Linked DNA regions of Rattus norvegicus: region 2 is linked to region 1. The links are chromatin contacts, called in public Hi-C maps. All regions are on one chromosome and are shown on one strand. Each heading gives the region's core, a stretch centred on a gene start, on an enhancer-like site or on the middle of the called end of the contact. The rest is flanking DNA. Distances are from core to core; before and after follow the strand shown.

Region 1 (4,652 bases), core at 1,036-3,535:
ATGAAGGTTACTTCTGAGCCTCCGAAGGCGTCCATCTGAGACGCTCTTCCCGTCGCCGTGGCGAGGTGGTGTTTCTCTGAGGTCTCAATTAGACAGAAGGGGTTGCTCTCCTTCCTTGAGTTAAAGAAAAAGGTCTGTGTCTGCTGTAAATTGTAAAACCAAAGGAATGCCTAAGTTGGATTTTTCAAAATTACATGGTTTAAACTTTTTGTCTTATGCATGAAAACTGTTATTTCTACAAATAATCGGGTGTCAGCAACGTGGCAGACAGGCAGATGTTTCGTCAGCTGACACCGCTGAGCCCTGTACTTGTTCAATATGAAAAAGTACAAAGTAAAAGATTCCAAGATTTGCGAATTCAAGAAATAGATTTCCTCGTTGCCAGTGCAAAGTAGTTTGACTAGATCATATTTGAAGGGGAATGTTGTAATCTTACAAACGAACATACCAGCTCTCACAGTGCCCCTCAGTTAACGCAAAGACTTGAGAGCTGTGACATCAGAGGAGCTTCTGCTCACAGTCACCTATGATCACGTGAGTCAGCAGGGAAGAGAAACATCCTGGGTTTTAAGCTGACCAGATGAAGAAGGCTGTGGAAAGGAGACGCTTTCTTATGAAGGAAAACACTTCGCTCCTCAAGCAGATTGCAAATGAGCCCCCCTCCCCCTCCCCGTTGCTTCCTAGACATGTCACAAGAGTCTAGAACCAGTGACCTTGGCTACTCTATAGAGTGGGAGGGTGCAGTGGCCATAGCGCTGGCCATAGTCTCCATCTCCTCAGTTTATGCCAGTCTCTGCCTGTTTCCAGGGCTGCAGCAGGTATAAAGTCTCCATGCCTACTGTGTGGTGGATGGCTCTCTGGCGGACTCTGGTGGTGGATGCTCTGCATGTTTCCAGACAGAACAGCCCAAGACTGACTCTATTAGAGAACATTTGAAAAGATAATCAAGAAGTATAAACAAATAGCCCATATACTAAAGTCCCCTGTTTTGGACCTTAGTACAATTTTAACTTGCAGCTATGACTCTGAAGCATCACAATATCACAGACAGTGAGCACAAGCGTCTTAGAGTGAGTACGCATGTGACGTGTAACGCTGTTTCTTGGTTGAAGGGAAGGAATTAATCATGTAAAGTCAACTCAAGGTATGTGTGCCTGTGTGTATTTAAGTTCTCAGAGCTCGTGTGCCTCTCATTTTTCAGACAGGCACTTCTCAACATATGTCAGCATGTCTGTGGGTTTTCTCACTGTGTTGCTAGCATTTGGATTGCCAGCCGGCCTTCAACCTGAGCACTAAAGTTTTTAATTATTATAGTCATTGAATGAACAAATGAATTGGAGATATTGATTTGTTATATTAAGGAGAGCTAATGCATGTGTTTCCACGCATATATTAGCATACTGCATCAGAGATCATGTCTCATCTCTTCCCCTTTTTTCCATTTTAATTTTTGATAGACCATGTATAATCAGTGAAATAAACGCCATCCATTAGTGAGCTTGGTCTTCCCTGAAGTATTAATATTCTAAACAATCCTATTACCCGAGCATTATTTTGATAGTTTATTAAAAGTCCTGCAGCTCTCACATTGCTATATCTAAACAAGCTTTACGCAATTAAAGTTATAATAGGAACTTTATTACAATGATGTATAACTTGTATCATCCTAATAAAAGTTCCTGTACACAGCGATGCTTTAATAATGCTGTTTCTGTAACCCTGCTTCCTTAGTAATGGGGCTTCTCTCATGGCAACTTCATTATTAGGAAATGATCTCAGTAATAGAAATGCAAATACCGAGTTTGAAAGGAGCGTTGTGTGCACAGCTCTATTATTGACCTGCTGTCTTCTCATGCATTGCATATCATCATTATAAGCCAACCATGTAGATTATAGTTATGATTACGACCATGCTGTTACATTTTAGCATTCATGTCATTCCAGGTTGGCACTGACTGCCATTTTAAGATGAAATTCAGGGGTTAAAATGATTTAAATTTTAATTAAAATTAGTTTCAAAAGCATTAAAATGACTTACAAAACTTTCTCTAATTTCTATTGTATCTCAGATTGAGTAGACATCGGCCCTTAAAATGGGGTGTTCCCTTGATATTCACACTGTCTTCTGAATAGATATAGGAGAATAATGCTTTGAGGGAAATGATTTTATATCTCCAACTTTCATAGATACCCGCTCAAAAACCCTGACTGTGGAGACACTTGAAGCAGAGATTTTCCCCTTCCACCCCTGCCCCATGCCCTTTGAGCTTTGCTCATACCAGGACACTGAACAAGCAGTAACTTGGCAACTTCATTTATGGCACCCCACGGCCCAGATTATACTTTTCAGTATAAGGGAGCAGAGGAGGTAGGTAAGTGCTTCGGATATGGAGACAGAGAGTCTCCGAGGAGCCATCTAAGCTTTCTTCTCCTATCTATAAGATGGGGATAATGATAGTAGGATATTGAAATGGTCATGGTGATTTATATACATATGAAAAACTGTACTAATAGAAAATATTTATGTACTGATGAAAATAGGTGCTAATACTTATGTATGCTATACGATGCTTTTACTCGTAGTTTCAAAAATTACTTTTGCTTTGTATGCTTCCTCCCTTATTAAAATTTAAATATATTTGTTATTTCAACCAACTAAGTACTAGTGAAAATTTTCAGTGCCAATTAAATCAGATACTCAATATAATATTTTCTGAAAAATATATATGTTCTCTATATATATTTGTTTTAAGCTTTACATAAAGATCAATGAAATTATTTTAAACATAAAATATATATTGAGATAAAAAGTAGGATGGAAATATGACAGAGAGAAAAATAAAAGATCCAAGAGTTTGTGTGTTTTTCAGTGAATGATGGTGGGTATGTATCTTCCGTTGAAAACATCTAAGAGAGTTATGTAGTAGTTTCATTTACGATCACCAGTTTGTACAGTACACTGAAAATGACATGTATATAGTGTTTAGGTACACATAAACAAAAACATTTGAAAAGTGAAGATATAACAGACATGAAATTATCTCTATAATATATGTTTCTCTGAATACCCACTTTGCTTGAAAACAGTGTGTTTTTTTTTTAACAAGTTCTGAAGCTGTGTAAATCATAGAAGTCAGAACCTCTCAGCCCTGCATAAGAGACTTCACTGACACATCTCTTACTTCCCTGAGTACTTGGCATGCTCCCACATAGGTAGTAAGCTGGGGCAGGAGCCTTCTAGGGCCTTGCTTTGCTCCAGGCAGGCTGGCTGAGCCCATCCCTGCCCTGTGGCGGAGGAGGAGAGATGGAGCTTGGATGAACTGGCCTTTATGGAGAACATCCCAGGATGTCATTCTGTACTTAGAAAATTGAATAAGAGGAAATGTGTGTGTCTTAAGCATGTTTACTGCTTATTACATTTATGTGAGTCGGCGTGTGCACATTCGTTTTTGTTTTTTATTTCATACTATGCTTCGTGTTGAAAGTTTGGATGCCACCTTGTTTGTGAGTAAATTTCATATCAGGATATCAAAGATACAGTTCTGTAGGTCGATATCTAGACTTAATATTCCTGTTTCAATTTTTCGTTGTATTTCAGTTTTTATCATTGTTTGTGTGGAGGTCAGGCAGTCGGAGAACAGCTGGTTGGAGTCAGTTCTCACCTTCTACTGTGTAGTTCCCGGGGATAGAACTCAGATAGTCACAGTTGATGGCAAGCCCCTTTAACCTTTGAACCATCTCACTAGCCACTTCCTTGATATTCCTTTTCAGACCCTTTGCAGGGTAAATAGAGTTTTTCTGAGGTGTATGTTAACACTATACACCGATCAATGCAGGAGCTCAGGCAAATATGAGCTTTAGTTAATTTGATTTTCTATGGCCTACTTCTGTGGCCCTTTGAGACTCAACCAGCAGCTTGTAGAAGAGACTCATGTCAGATAATACAAGCCTGTTCCTAGAAACTAGAGCTTTGAAGCATACTAGTTTTGAAAAGTCACAGACTCTTGCCCTACCTGTCAGGACATACTTTATATATTTACAAGTGTTCTAGATAGTCAAGCACAACCCTTCTCCCCGTGTCATTTTGCAACAAGTCGGTCATTTCTCAGTTCGCATCCTCACATCTCAGTGGTCATGTCGAAAGTGGCTTAAAACCTAAGCTAGTTGCCTAGGACCTTATAAAAGATGCTGCGTACTGTTTAGATGAAATATTGCAAAGTTGCAATATTAAGACAGTGTTACTTTACAATGCAGTTTGTATTGGGGCAACAAAAGTTAACTGAATCTTCTTTTGAAGTGATAGGCAATATAAATATTCCTACTGTTTTAACACAGTCATAAATGTTACTGTAGGGAGATAAGCCATAAGGAAGAATATGTATGCGCAATGTGTAATAGTATAAAACTGGAAAATCATCCAAGTGTTTCATTGTGGTGTAACGTTTACACACTGTGATTTGTTAACAAGATGGAATATTATGTAGAGGAAGTTGCAATAAAGAATAATATATGTGAAATAATATTAAGAAGTAGGATATTTTGGTCACAAACATATTCATTGGTTATTACATAACTATTACAGGTATTACTATGTAGGTAGGTACATACATTTCTACATCTCAATAAGTCCTGAGCAGAATTCACCTCCGGCA
Region 2 (4,652 bases), core at 807-3,306, 110 kb before region 1:
ATTTAGAAATGTTTCTGATAAACAAACTCCTGTGTCCTGTGACTAGTCCACAGGGAAGATTTATTCAGTTGGTTGACATTTCATTCGCCTTACACCTTCCAAGGATACAGCATGAACCGTGTAACCCAAGATTAATTGATGGTTGTTTTGTCCTCCTGTAGTATTTTATTGCATGTTTTTTTAGGAAGGCATTAAGAAGCTTGCATGATTTATACTTTGCATATTCACAGTTATAAGATCTTATGCACATTAGGGCTATGACTCGTGATCCCAGGACGTCATTGTACCTTGCACCATGTGCTACGTACGCAGTTTTGTGTCAGCTTGGCACAAGCTAAAGTCATCTGAGAGGAGGGAGCCTCAATTAAGAATATGCCTTCTTAAGATTGGCTGTATGTAAGCCTATTGGGCATTTTCTCACTTGGTGATTGGTGTGGGAGAGCTCAGCCCAGTGTGTATGATGCCATGGCTGGTGATCCTGGGTACCACTAGAAAGCAGACTGAACAACCCAGCAGGAGCAAGCCGAGGGGAGCAAGCCAGCTCCTGCCTTGTTTGAGTTCCTGTCCTGGCTTCCTTCAGTGATGGGCTACATGGAAATGGAATAATAATGGTCTGGTGTGATGGCTCAGCAGTTAAAGGCAGGCACAGAAGCCTGGTGACAAGTTCTATCCTTGTAGAAAGGTAAATGGAGAAACTGACTCCACACAGTTGTCTATTGACCTCCATACATGGACTGTGACATGTGCCTAATAATAATAATAATAATAATAATAATAATAATAATAATGGTAAATGAATATTTCAAAACTTATGAGGACATAAGAATTATGAGAGGTTAAATTCTAGAAATATGCTCTTTGGCCTTGCCAGTAGAAGCAAGATGATGAAAGGAGCATCATCCTTTGGAAAGTGTCTCGATAAGACGCACATGCTGTGGCTCTGAGGCCTTCAGAAGTTGACCTGTGGCAAATGCGGCTACCCTGCCAAGCGCAAGAGAAAGTAGCTGGAGTGCTAAGGCAAAGAGATGAAACGCCCCCGGGACTGGTCGGATGAGGGACCTAAAGATCGATCGTCTACCGCCAATTCAGACATGGATTCCATTCAGGAACAACACCTAGACCCAAGAGGGCAGCTGTTGCAGCATCCAGATCATCTTGAGGATTTCCATCAATCATAAAATAAATGTTCTGGTTTCAAAAGAAAATTCTAGAAATATTTTTTTTAACTATTTCCATGTTCTAGGTAGATGTAAAATAATGTGTAAAGCTTTACACACAGCAACACAGCATCTAATATGAAGAAGCAAATGGCTTTGATGAGGACCGCATTGAACCTAGCCCTGATGCCATGTCCACTCCGGTTAGCCGTTCCACACGAGTTTGGACACGTGTCTAGTACATATCTGTGGCTTGTTCGTAGCCACAGCCTTTCTCCCTCCTCTTTCTTCCCACTTGGCCTTCAGGTCCCTCACAAAGACTAATGTTCTAGAAGTCTATGCTAGAGTGTAATGCATGTATGTATGCCTGGCATGGAGTTATCTACACCTGTTCGTTACAGCTGCATTAGTCTTCGGAGGGTGCTGACGTCCGTGTGTCGTGATCTGGGCATCAAGAATCCGAGCAAGCTTAGAGTCACAGGGTCCTCTCGATGTTTCTAGTAGTCACTGCCGATGGACTGCTAACAGCAGCATTCTGCTTCTTTTTCCTATATGAATGTGTCACATGCTAAATATTCTCTTGTGTTTTCTTTTGTCTGTAAATGTATCCAAGTTTTATGTAGATACTAGCTCATTCTATTTTTCTCTTTGTTTTTAAAACTAACCATCAATTTAAATGGTTTTTCAATTTTGGATAAAAAATGTATAGTTACAAAAATGACATAAGTCAGCACGTGTAATTTGTTTTTCTCTGTATTCTTCAGGCAGTTTATTTAAGCCCGGTCTTCACCTACTATGAATCTCCAGCTACTAGGGAACAGTCAGCAAGACTGTTTCCCTTTGGCTGTAACCCGGGAATTAACTGAAGGGAAGAGAGAGAGGGAGGTTCAGCTCAAAGCTCTGACCCCTGCTGTATTCGGTTAACTTTTCAGGGGAGTGGAAAGATCTCATCTTGAGAGACCTGTCTGAAGGGACGTAGAAGTCTTTTTCTTGGTAAAGCTCTTCAAGATTATTATTGAATAATCCTAGAGGGTACCTATTACTGGGAGGATAACATCTGAATACAATATCGTATCCAGTTAAATATAGCTTTGTTTCAGAACGTCTGGTGTTTATTGGCTTTCGTAGGTGTTTCGAAATAACCGTGGTACTATTGATTTGTTTGGAGGTCATTTATGTTGCATCTGTCCAGAAAGAATTAGCAGTTAGAACAAATACCCACTAGTGGCAGTATCTGACACCACCACACATTTGCATGTGGACGTCAGCCAAAGTATTGTATTTTCCACAGAATTTCTTTTCATTCGTAGTTTGCTATATACTGTTGCTGGCTACTTGGACAACTGACACACCATAAGGAATGCTCCAGGTGTAACTGTTTTTTGAATACTAAGCCACATCATAAGTCTCTATGCTCGTTCATCATTGGGTTTATATGATGCTAAAGTAAACTAAATCATTTTTTGAATATTTTTCCTTCCACACTTCAAGATGTCTTCTTGGGTATTGCCTAAGCCTGCTAATTTACAGCTCCAGAACCATGTTGTCTCATTTGGAAATAAAGCATTGAGTAGTTTAAAGTGAAATGACTCACTGTATAACAGAATTGCTGTTGGATCTTCTGAGCTGTAAGGGTTGTTTTCTATAGCTATGTATGTAACTGTGCATTTGGGTGATGATGCCCTCTGAGTACTAAAGGACACACTTGTGAGCTGCAAGTCCACGTTTAAATCTAAGATTGGACAGTGTTACTCACGAGATAGAAACTTGGTAGTTTCAAGGCCGGATGGCAGCAAGTCTGGAAGTTAATAACCTCTGTACTCCACTGGCGTCTGTCATCTACTCTGTGCTTGACTTCCGTGGTCCCGTGGCACTCACGCCAGGGAGAGGCACCCACTCATCAGGCACCCTCTTCTCTTAGAAGCTGCAGAGGGTAGATGTCAGGATTTTTGTATAAGAATGACAGTAGCACCCCATTATAGTAGTTATACCCTCGTTCTTATTCACACAAAAGTTCTTAAAGAAAACCAGTTTTCTACATATGCAGAATGGGCTGAAAGAACTGCTTGAACTCCTTCACATCCCATAGCCACAAAAGTCTTAGTGCCTAAAACGAAGAATGGAGTAAACAGTTATGTAAATGGATTGAATGGAAGCAGAGCCAAAAGCACACGTCGTTTTTCCTATCTGGCTTTCTCTGACTAGCCTGGTGCTTTTAATATTGCCGCACTTCATCTTCATGGATAATGTGCACGAAGCCTTAATTTCTAGCACAGAAGGATAATGGCTCAGTGATCATTGTCTTTCTCTAAAACACAGCTGAATATAAGCCAGGAAGCTAAGAAAGGGAGCTGTTCTTTTAAAACGGCCTTGAAATGGAGTATGAAGTCAGGTATCTGCGAGAGCTTGTTCACCTTAGTGTGGGTTCTTTTTCCACAGCACACCTCAGGGACTTAAAGTGTCCTTACCTACCTCAGCCGGTCAGCAGGGGAACTGTAGGCAGTCGGCTACTCACACAGGGTGTTGGAGACAGCCGCGACACAGTGTTAAGTGGTTTGGTCCACAGCAGAGGAAGTTCCCTTCTGCCCACCTCTTAGCTACAGAAATCCCCTCATCTGTGGTGTTTTGTTGTTTCTGTTACAAGGGTGAGATCTCCTTTAACATGCTAGGCAAAGGGGGCTTTATAATAGAACGAAAAACCTATCCCACAGCTATTTGTTTTAAAATAGGACATTGATCTTTAAACAGTTGTGCCTCTGCTGATCTTATGTTAATCTTACTATGTCATCTTTTAAAAAGTCATTATAACCGATATAATAGCTATGTGTGTTTATGTGTATGTGTGTGCATATATGTGTATGCACGTGTGTGTGTCTGTGTGTGTGTAGAATAGCTGCAGGTGTAAACAATCGCTCCCTGGCCGCTAGCTAGTTTTATTTCATTTTTTTCCTGTGAAGGAGCAGAAAGCCATTTTAAACAACTGAAATGGAGGACACAAAGGAGTAACCTAGAACAGTTTGAGAGTTAGTGCTGTGCTAACTGGGGGCCCTTCTCCAGCTTCATGTGATGGCATGCTCACTCTATAGAAAAGGCCCTTTCAGCAAGTGTTTAGGAAAATATGTTCCAAAAGATCTGCATAACATTAGTGTAACCAAGTGTTCCTCTCTGTGGCTTCCTGTTTTGGAATTAAATGCCTTCAGGGTACTCAGAATAACTCTGTTTAGAAACACAAGAAGAGTTTAACCCCTTATGTCCTGGATCAGACTTTTAAAACATAAACATGAATTAGAAAGTAAAAGGACCTCATTCTATTCTATATCTCAAAAAATTTATTCTTAAATAAGGAGTTTTTATGTAAAGTTGGTGGTTTAGTTAAAAAAGCAGAAACATAAACATAAATTATCATTAAAACAATAAGGTCAGTTTTGTTTCTTTATAAACAATTTTCAAAGACAACCCTTGTCTTATAAATGGGTGATTTCCACGTGAGCTCAC

What was found. Hi-C and Micro-C count contacts between places; a contact is called where the count stands out from the background.
Region 2: a Hi-C map of liver shows a contact between it and region 1, with 9 times the contacts expected there. The contact joins two enhancer-like sites. A contact is called at or near these places in 8 of 12 Hi-C or Micro-C datasets (the A7r5 cell line, the Rat2 cell line, Schwann cells and 4 more).

The regions. Positions count from the first base shown.
Region 1 is chr2:23,887,649-23,892,300 of GRCr8, reverse strand. All of the region lies in intron 5 of Atg10 (autophagy related 10), which reads left to right. Among named protein-coding and RNA genes, the nearest start is that of Rps23, 75 kb to the right of the region's middle. Within about 2 kb of position 2,285, at least 3 of the 93 cell types and tissues checked have an H3K27ac peak or open chromatin away from gene starts, as enhancers often do. A contact at or near this core is called in liver, where this site is marked.
Region 2 is chr2:24,000,950-24,005,601 of GRCr8, reverse strand. All of the region lies in intron 3 of Atg10 (autophagy related 10), which reads left to right. Among named protein-coding and RNA genes, the nearest start is that of Atg10, 130 kb to the left of the region's middle. Within about 2 kb of position 2,056, at least 7 of the 93 cell types and tissues checked have an H3K27ac peak or open chromatin away from gene starts, as enhancers often do. A contact at or near this core is called in liver, where this site is marked.